Regions from separate parts of the Zea mays genome. Here regions 1 and 2 are each linked to region 3. The links are chromatin contacts, called in public Hi-C maps. All regions are on one chromosome and are shown on one strand. Each heading gives the region's core, a stretch centred on a gene start, on an enhancer-like site or on the middle of the called end of the contact. The rest is flanking DNA. Distances are from core to core; before and after follow the strand shown. Region 1 holds the start of LOC100191596 (tetracycline transporter protein). Region 2 holds the start of LOC100285097. Region 3 holds the start of LOC100282314.

Region 1 (2,921 bases), core at 330-2,829, 420 kb before region 3:
GTGGCTGCGCCAGCATTTGTGTACAGTGGGTAGTGCCGACGGGATCGAGTGGTGGAAGGGGCACTCTGGCAGTGGAGTGGACTGTGGTCCAAGTCCGATAGACCGAGAGCGACTGGACAGCCGCGGGTTACTGGTGCGCGGTGGCGGGACGATGGCATGCGCGGTCTCGCCTTTCCGGCAGATTTGACATCCACTGGAGCTACTGCTACCTTTTTTTTTACCACCGCCGCACTGTTCTTTTAATTTCTTTTATATAATCTCTCCTTCCTTCCACGCTTTCTCTTTATTGACTACGACTTTTTCTTTACCGCCATTTCTTACCAGCTTCGGGACGTGTACGGGTGCCCCCTTTTGCTTTGGAGAGTTTTGACATCAATCAGGCCGCCGGCCAGGGAACAAACAAATGGCAAAGGAAAAAAGAGGGTATACGGTGGTCGGTGCGACGTTTGTGGCCGGGGTTCGGGCGGCCGCGTGACGTACGTTACCACGACCGCGCGCGCGCGCGGCCACTCCGCAGGGCTCTATCGAGGGGCACGGCGGTTACAGCGCCATCACCAATATGTCCATATCGCGACGACGCGCGACGGCGACACTGATGAAAGCTCACCGAGGTCCCGGGGAGAACGCACCGCACGCATCGGAGTCAGCTGAGACGACGCTCTCTCACGCACTCCCTGCCAATTGACGATTGTAATCCAGGACACTAACCGTACGTACTGAGCGTATACTAGTACTCGGCAGCAGCCACCCCACCCACGAGCTGGTCTGTGCGTGGGACAGGTGGTGTCCATGCCACTGCATGCGCACTTCCTAAAATCTCCATGCTCATGGGCCGAATTTAATTTAATGCCTTTTTTTAAAAAAAAATCTCAGCTCAGTAGAACGAAGACGAACAAGCTAGCACCAGCCCCGGTACCGGCCCTACGTGCTATTAATAATCTGTTCTAAAATAAATGAACCTCAATTTTTTTTGCCTTTTTTTTTTGGAGTACAGTGGTGATATTTTACAAGAGTATGCATATATACTTTCTCTCTTCGCGGAGGGATGGAGGGAAGGAGGAACTAGGAAGTATACGCAAAGGAAAGAGAGAAAGAAAAAGACAGGCAGCAGCTATTCATCGATCGATTGCTATCTTATTAGGTAGAGGAAGTCGTCCGAGGTTGAACTAGTGCACTAGTTATTAAAGCCATTGATGAGGAAGGAAACCAAACCAAAATAGCCGCATGCATGCACGGGCACGGCGACGCAGCAGTGAGCAAGCATGCAGACGACGCAGTGTGAATTTGGGGAAGCAGCTAGCTGCAGGGAGGAGAAGGATGAAGAGAGAGCTAGCTAGCTAGAGGGAGCTTATATATGTTACCGCCTGCTGGAGCCCGGTGAGGTAGATGGCGAGGGAGCACTCGTCGCGGCCGGGGCAGAGCGCCGCCATGGTGACGTCGGTCATCACCGGTGCGACCATGAAGGTGGAGAACCAGAAGAGGAAGGCGAACAGCAGCAGGTGCCCCAGACCCTCCATCACTCGATCCTCTCTCTCTCTCTTTTTATTTTTCATATGCTGCTCTGAGCCTGTGCTATTCTCTCTTCTACTACCCTCTTGCCCTCCTCCTGCAGATACTAATATAAGCCCGGCTGGGTCCATCCATTCGCCCCTTCTGCAGGTGATATTGCTCCATGTGTCTGGGGTCTGGGCTCCCACTCCCACCTACGGGCTTGTTCGGTTATTCCCAATACACATGGATTGGATGGGATTGGAAAAAATTGAGAAGAAGTTTGACTTGTTTGGGATTCAAACCCATCCAATCCCACTCAATCCACATGGATTGAGAGCTAACCGAACAAGCCCTACATGTATGTATGTATGGTCTTGGTAAGGATTTCAGGAAAAAAAGTTAATTAGAAGAGTAGACAATTCTACAGAAAAATCCTCAACTAGTGGAAAGCGAGCTGTGTGATGACTGCAGAGAATTTTCGACGGCCAGAATTATTTTCGGCGACTACAGTAGCTTACAGGCTTTAGCTGCTATATAAGCGTACGTACGTACGTCTCAGATGTCTCGGAGAGGAGATAGTTCCATCGTCGACCGGCTGTCTCGGTCGATGTGCTTAGCCGAGAAGAAAATTAAAGCAAGGTGATCTAAAGGTGCTGCATGCCGTGGACACACACACACACACACACATATATATATATATATATATATATATATATATATATATATATATATATATATATATATATATATATGATATCGCGGATCGGATCTGTGGGGTAGCGTTTTTTCTTCAAGGTTAGCCCGTCGACGAGGAGATTAGAAAAAAGGATCAGTAGCGAGAGGGAAAAAGGAAAAGAAAAGACAGGGTAGAAAGCAATATATATGCAAGGCGATGCACGTAATATAAGAATTCAGAGAAAAGAACGAAAGAAAAAAAATGGCGCTGCTGGTGGTGGTGCATGCCTTTCGATCACCTTCTTCGTGTTCCTTTTTCATATTTAACTTGTCGGGTTGATATATATTCGGTGGAGAGACCATCAGCGGTCGTACGTACTAGCCTGCTTTTGGTTCCTTTGGAACATGATACGTATATACGCGTCCACGAGGACGGTATGCATGCTTGTATATATATTACCCAGAAGCATCGTCTCAGTGTATGATAGAGAACCGGTGTTGTTTTTTTATTACTCCCTCCGTCCAAAAATATAAGTTATTTCAAAATTCTCAGAGAGTAAAAAAAAATTAAAGTTTGACAAAAAATATAGCGAGAATCATAAGGATTTATGACACGAAATAGATATAGTATGAAAATATACTTAATGCAGAATCTAATTGTATACATTTGATATCGTAAATGTTATTACTTCATTGTATAAATTTGGTCAAACTTGAAAAAACTTTGACTCTCCAAAAATCTTGGAATGACTTAA
Region 2 (2,704 bases), core at 165-2,664, 270 kb before region 3:
CGCGCCTTTGAATTGCTGGTGTTACTCCATCTAGGAAGAAATCGACGCGTTGGCTTCAGGGCAGGGCAATGCATGGAGGACATGGACTAACCACCACTCAGTCAGATTATGCGCACAAGCATCTCCATATGTATATCCTTTGTTTGTTTAGTATGCTGCTGCTACCTAAACTTGTTGTTGATCGATAGAGCCAGCCAATGGACCAACCGAGACCAAATTTAGGATTTTGCAGTGCATTAAGCATAAGCAATCGGCACCAGAAGGAGGATCAGAGCGTCAGAGATATAAAAAAAAAGTCTGATCAGATCACGCTCAGTTTATTTCATCAGATGAGTGAGGTTGGGTGGGGGGTGGCTACCTGGCTCTGCACGGCGCTCTGAACAGCCGGCCCCACCTTCTCCCGGACCAGCCTGCCGCTCAAGAGACTGGAGATGATGTCCACCTGCGTGCACAGAAGCAGAGCGCAAAAAAACACTTGGGGTCAGACGTCAGAGACAGGCACCGAGCAAAACCGGAGCTACTCCTACCTCAGCACATTCAACACAGATGCAGGTGAAGAACACGATATTTTCACATCCATTTGGATAGCGCGCCAAGATAATAAATGGGGGAAAATCATTTTATCTTTTACGAACGGAATGAGGCCATCCCCCACGGAATCCATGGGGCACACCTAACCTAATCGTCTTGGTCAACATCAAGCTGAAGCCCCCCATCAGGCCGCGGAAACGAGTGTGGTGTGCTCGGGCGGGCAAGTACTCTCTGCGATTTGCAACCAAACTACACGACCCGAAGTGCCAGTGACCAGTTTGGCAGAGTACGATGGAATGGACGCAGATCAATGTGCGTAGCGTACCATGTAGAGGAGGGTCCAGACGCCGGAGTCGCCCGAGTGCCAGAGGTCGCGGGACGACTCGGCGACCTCGATGGAGAAGACGGCGCCGGAGATGGCCCCGATGCCGGCGCCGCGCAGCATCCCGCTCTCGGTCGCCAGCCCCACCATGGACCCCGTCACCGCCCCGACCAGCGACCCCACTGCGGGGAAAAAAAAACCATAGCGCAGGGCAAGCATCATCAGACACCAGCAGGTGGAAAGTAAGTACCGTACCCGCCAGCGGCTCGCGCGGCGCGGGTTTCTACTCGCCAGCGTACGCACCGGCCGCGAAGACGCAGGTGGCGACGGCGCAGAGCACCCTGCAGGCGAGGCCGCACGCCGCGGAGCCGAGCCCGGCGCCGGACCACTCGCACGGCACCGGCGGCGCGGATGGCGCCGACGAGCTGGGAGACAGGTCCATCGGGGGACGGGGAATCGGAGGAACGCAACTGTGAGATGGCAAATTGGCTACTGTTCTGTTCCTCGCTGCTGGCAGCAGATTCGCACAGACTAGAGTTTAGAGACGGACACAGAGTCAGAGAGAGATGGCAGTGATGATGAGCGTCCCCGGAGGCGACCGCGTGTTGTATAAATAGTGGCGGGGAGTATAAAACTGTGGTCTGGTCTGGCGCGGGTGGTGTGGAGCAGCCGCTGGTTTTGTTCCTCTGCCATGTCCTGTCCCCTAGCCGCTTCCGCTTTTTGCCCGGCTCCATGCTCTGCCGCCCCCGAGATTTTTTTTTTGGCGAGCGCGCCGGCCCGTGTGCGGCCGTGCCCCCTCCTGCCGTGTAGCGTGTACCACTGCCACCATTATACATCACAAAAAAACGTTTGGAGCCGACCTCTATTTCGTATGTTTTGCCACCAGACAGATAATGAAACTCACCCGAGAGTTTCGGTTTCAAAACATTATCTTACATTGCGGATGTTAGGCGGATTCAAGACTCAAGAGGTCGTATCGTTACTTACTATCGGTTTTGTTATCAATTCTTGTCCACCTTTATTTATATAACACTCTAGTACATATTCTTTAGCCTCACTCTACAGTTACCTTAACATCACATCAATTTTTTTTACAAACTTCTAATTAATATATGCGGCACGTCATTTTTATTAAAATAATTTAATATTTTTTGCAAGTGGTCGAACGATCCATCAATTTGTTAAATTGCTCAAATAATTTAGTTTAAACAATCCCTCACTGGCCTTATAGAGTTTCTTTAATATTTCTTTTTGTTTAGATAAAAACTTGTTGCTACTTATTGTTGACTCCATTCCTCTTCCATTGAGCCCTTGCTCTCTCATGGCTTATAGGGCAGGGTGTATCCACACTTTCATGTAACGACGAGCTATAATTGTCATCCAGGTTGAGATGAAATCTTTTCCTCCCAGCACGGGAGCCATCGTTACTATGCTTCACGCACCGTTTGGACTGATAGCAAAGAGTGTGCCACATGTGCTCTAGCTTGAACTTTGTTTCTCTAGTCTTGTTACGGAAACTTTCCTTGGTTCAAGAACCGTAGCACCTTCTTCTTCACCCAGTTGGGCCATATATAAGCGGTTGTAAATGCTATTAGGGTGATCTTCTAGTTGCTCATTGATCATCGATCCTTCAGCTGCATAGGGTTACAGTGGCGATGAGTTTTTGTGGAGTTGTATGTGTTGGCTATTTGCCTCTAGATTGTTGATCTCTTCTTTACTATTTCCATTAACTAGGTCCACTGAGTGAAAACTAAGGGCCTAAAACGTGTGGACTTTAAAAAAAATATATGTGTACTTATCAGCCTTTCGTCCTCCATCTTCGTCTAGTTACTTCACCGCTAAAATTGTGGA
Region 3 (2,882 bases), core at 339-2,838:
ATATAATCGTCGTGTACATGAGTTTCTGATCCTGACACGTACATAATTCGCATTCGGTTTGTCTTCCAAAACTGGGTGTGACAACGGTCCTCGAGTAGATCAGACCATGCGGTTTAACACCTTTTTCTGTGTGTGTTTATCTATCTAAACTTGCGGATTCTATTGGGGAACACCTAGGAACGGGTTGAGACCTCCCCTATATATATGAAGGGACAGGGCCGATTACGGGCACCAACAATCGAACCAATCAATCTATATTTCATTCCTTCACTTTCTTGACCTAGGAGTAGCAGTAACGTAGCCTTCTTTCATCTCCATCTCCACCTCTCTTCGACTCTACATCGTCTAAAGGCATCTTGGATGGACTGACGACCCCAAGACAATCTTAGGATCTCTCCTCCCTGACGGGGTTCCTCCTAGAGGCGAGATCCAAGTGCTTTTGGCATCGCCGCCGCCCTTGCGCATATACGGACTGTCTAAGCACCACGCGCGGATCGTCTGGTTTAACACAGGGAAGACCCGCTCCTGCCGTAGGGTCACGGACCGTCCGCGCTGTAGAAGAGAGCACCGCCGCCGGTACATCTCGTTAGTGATTGGCGCTAGATCGATGCTAACACGTCGAAAATTTGCGCAAGGGAGGAGCCATTTTTCTCTTGAGGAAGAAAAGGGAACATTGATAGAAATATGTTGGATATTTTTTTACTTTTCCCTAAATCAAGGGTTAGAAATAGAATTATTAGGATCTATTAGAGATGATGGAACCTATGATCCAGTCCAAACGTATTCCAACCGCTATTACTCGGTTGTGTGAGACGAGATGAGAATCATCGATAGAACACTAAACGTGATGAAATGATGACGGAAAAAATCTCGTATCGTCATGTTCCGTATATATATTTTTTCGTTCATTTTCGAATTATTTGATAAACGATTAGAAATAAAATGAAAACGATCGTTTTCAAAATTTTCATTTTCGACTTGGGAGATATATCTGACATATAAACTATGTAAGCTGGACTGTTATGTTCAAGTGAATGAAGAAGGAAAAAAATTATTAGTTACTCTGGATAATATGAATATGAAGAAAATTATTTTTGTTTTAATACCTTAAAAATTAGACAATATACCACTTTATTATGTATTTATGAAAACTATAAAATATTTGTCATTTTATCTTTTTGAGAGTATCGTTTTGGAATAGCCGACAAACCCGGTCTCATAGTTCGACCGCTGATTTTCGTTTTGTTCTGTTCATAAAATACGAAAACAAAAATAATGTAGATGTTTTCTCATCATTTTCGACAGTGCATCGACTTTAACCTCTGGACTGGACACGTATCTCAAGTTTCACCTCACAGGACAGAGGGACAGACACACGCCCCGAAGGGCCAGAACAAACGTTCCATAGCCCACAGCATTGTCACATGACTCGCATTCGCATGGACCCACCCAGCCACGCCCCATGCCCACGCGCGCCCCACGTGTGAGACTGAGACGCCAGATCCATCCAACGGTTCGTGTCACACCACGCCAAGGCCGCACGCACCGCGGACGGGTCCACACGCCAGAGACTGAAGCTGGCAGGCATAAACTGTGGGGACTGGGGAGCTCGTTCTCTCCGCCGGCCCGCTCACTCTCCCTGGTCTCTCGTCTCCTCCACTCCAAGAGAACAGGCGCCGGCGAAAGGCGGGAGCAGCGCGCTGCCCATTCACCGCCCCCTGATTTCTTGGGAGTTGCGGATCGGTCTCCGGGGCAGCGTGGAACGGCTGGGCCCCTCGGATCGCCGGAGATGCTGCCCTACGCGACGGCGGCGGAGGCGGAGGCGGCGCTTGGCCGGCCCATGACGCCCGCCGAGGCGCTGTGGTTCCGGTACACCGCGGGGGTGTCCGACTACCACCTCTACTGCTGCAACATCCTCTTCCTCTTCGTCGTCTTCACGGTGGCCCCGCTTCCCATCGCGCTCCTCGAGCTCCGGGCCCCGGCCGCGGTCTCGCCGTACAAACTGCAGCCGCGGGTGCGGCTCTCCAGGGCCGAGTTCGTCCGGTGCTACAAGGACGTCCTCCGCATCTTCTTCCTCGTCATCGGCCCGCTCCAGCTCGTCTCCTACCCGGCGGTCAAGGTCGGTTCCCTTCCATCATCCTTCTGCGCTCGTTCGGTGATTCAGCGCAATGTACCTGATTGGTTCATGAGATCACGGCCTCTCGGGGGCGGATTCAGTACAAGATATCGCGTTTCCATACTGTTCTTGTGCCCCCTTGATCGATCTCTTCGTAGATACAGGAAAAGGTTTTAATTACATTTCCCTGCATGTTTTCCTCTCCTTCGAGGACTTCCTGATCTGGGTTCTGCTCCAATAACCCTTCTTAGATGCGTCCTATCTAGAAGATTCCTCTGAGTTTGCCTATTATTGTAAAGCAGAAAAAAATCTTCCATGCTAAAATTGTAATCTCATATATTTCGTTTTCTTTGATCAAATCAGTTTGTGGGAATTCACACGAAGTTGCCTTTGCCGTCCCTTGCGGAGTTGGCAGCACAGCTACTGGTGTACTTCCTTGTTGAGGACTACCTCAATTACTGGATCCACAGGTTTCTCCACGGGGAGTGGGGGTACCAGAATATCCACCGTGTTCACCATGAGTTCACTGCGCCAATAGGATTCGCAGCTCCATATGCACACTGGGCTGAGGTGCTGATACTCGGCATCCCCTCCTTCGTCGGGCCAGCCATTGTTCCAGGCCACATGATCACATTCTGGCTCTGGATTATACTCCGTCAGGTGGAGGCTATCGAGACACATAGCGGGTAAGGATTTTCTGTTGTATGTTTCCTGTCTATGGTACACCCATGCACAACAATTGAATTGATTTAACATGCTTTTATAA

Evidence for each region. Hi-C and Micro-C count contacts between places; a contact is called where the count stands out from the background.
Region 1: a contact with region 3 is called in a Hi-C map of ear, with 1.9 times the contacts expected there. The contact joins the promoter of LOC100191596 here to the promoter of LOC100282314 in region 3. A contact is called at or near these places in 2 of 25 Hi-C or Micro-C datasets (ear and tassel).
Region 2: a Hi-C map of endosperm shows a contact between it and region 3, with 2.0 times the contacts expected there. The contact joins the promoter of LOC100285097 here to the promoter of LOC100282314 in region 3. A contact is called at or near these places in 3 of 25 Hi-C or Micro-C datasets (ear, endosperm and leaf).

The regions. Positions count from the first base shown.
Region 1 is chr1:86,777,699-86,780,619 of Zm-B73-REFERENCE-NAM-5.0, forward strand. It overlaps LOC100191596 (tetracycline transporter protein), which reads right to left and starts at 1,580. Exons shown (of 14, transcript NM_001137026.1): 1 at 1,362-1,580. The coding sequence starts at 1,553.
Region 2 is chr1:86,934,461-86,937,164 of Zm-B73-REFERENCE-NAM-5.0, forward strand. It overlaps LOC100285097, which reads right to left and starts at 1,415. Exons shown (of 4, transcript NM_001367202.1): 1 at 1,157-1,415; 2 at 857-1,035; 3 at 359-442. The coding sequence starts at 1,295.
Region 3 is chr1:87,201,413-87,204,294 of Zm-B73-REFERENCE-NAM-5.0, forward strand. LOC100282314 reads left to right here and starts at 1,589. Exons shown (of 5, transcript NM_001155226.1): 1 at 1,589-2,119; 2 at 2,480-2,802. The coding sequence starts at 1,790.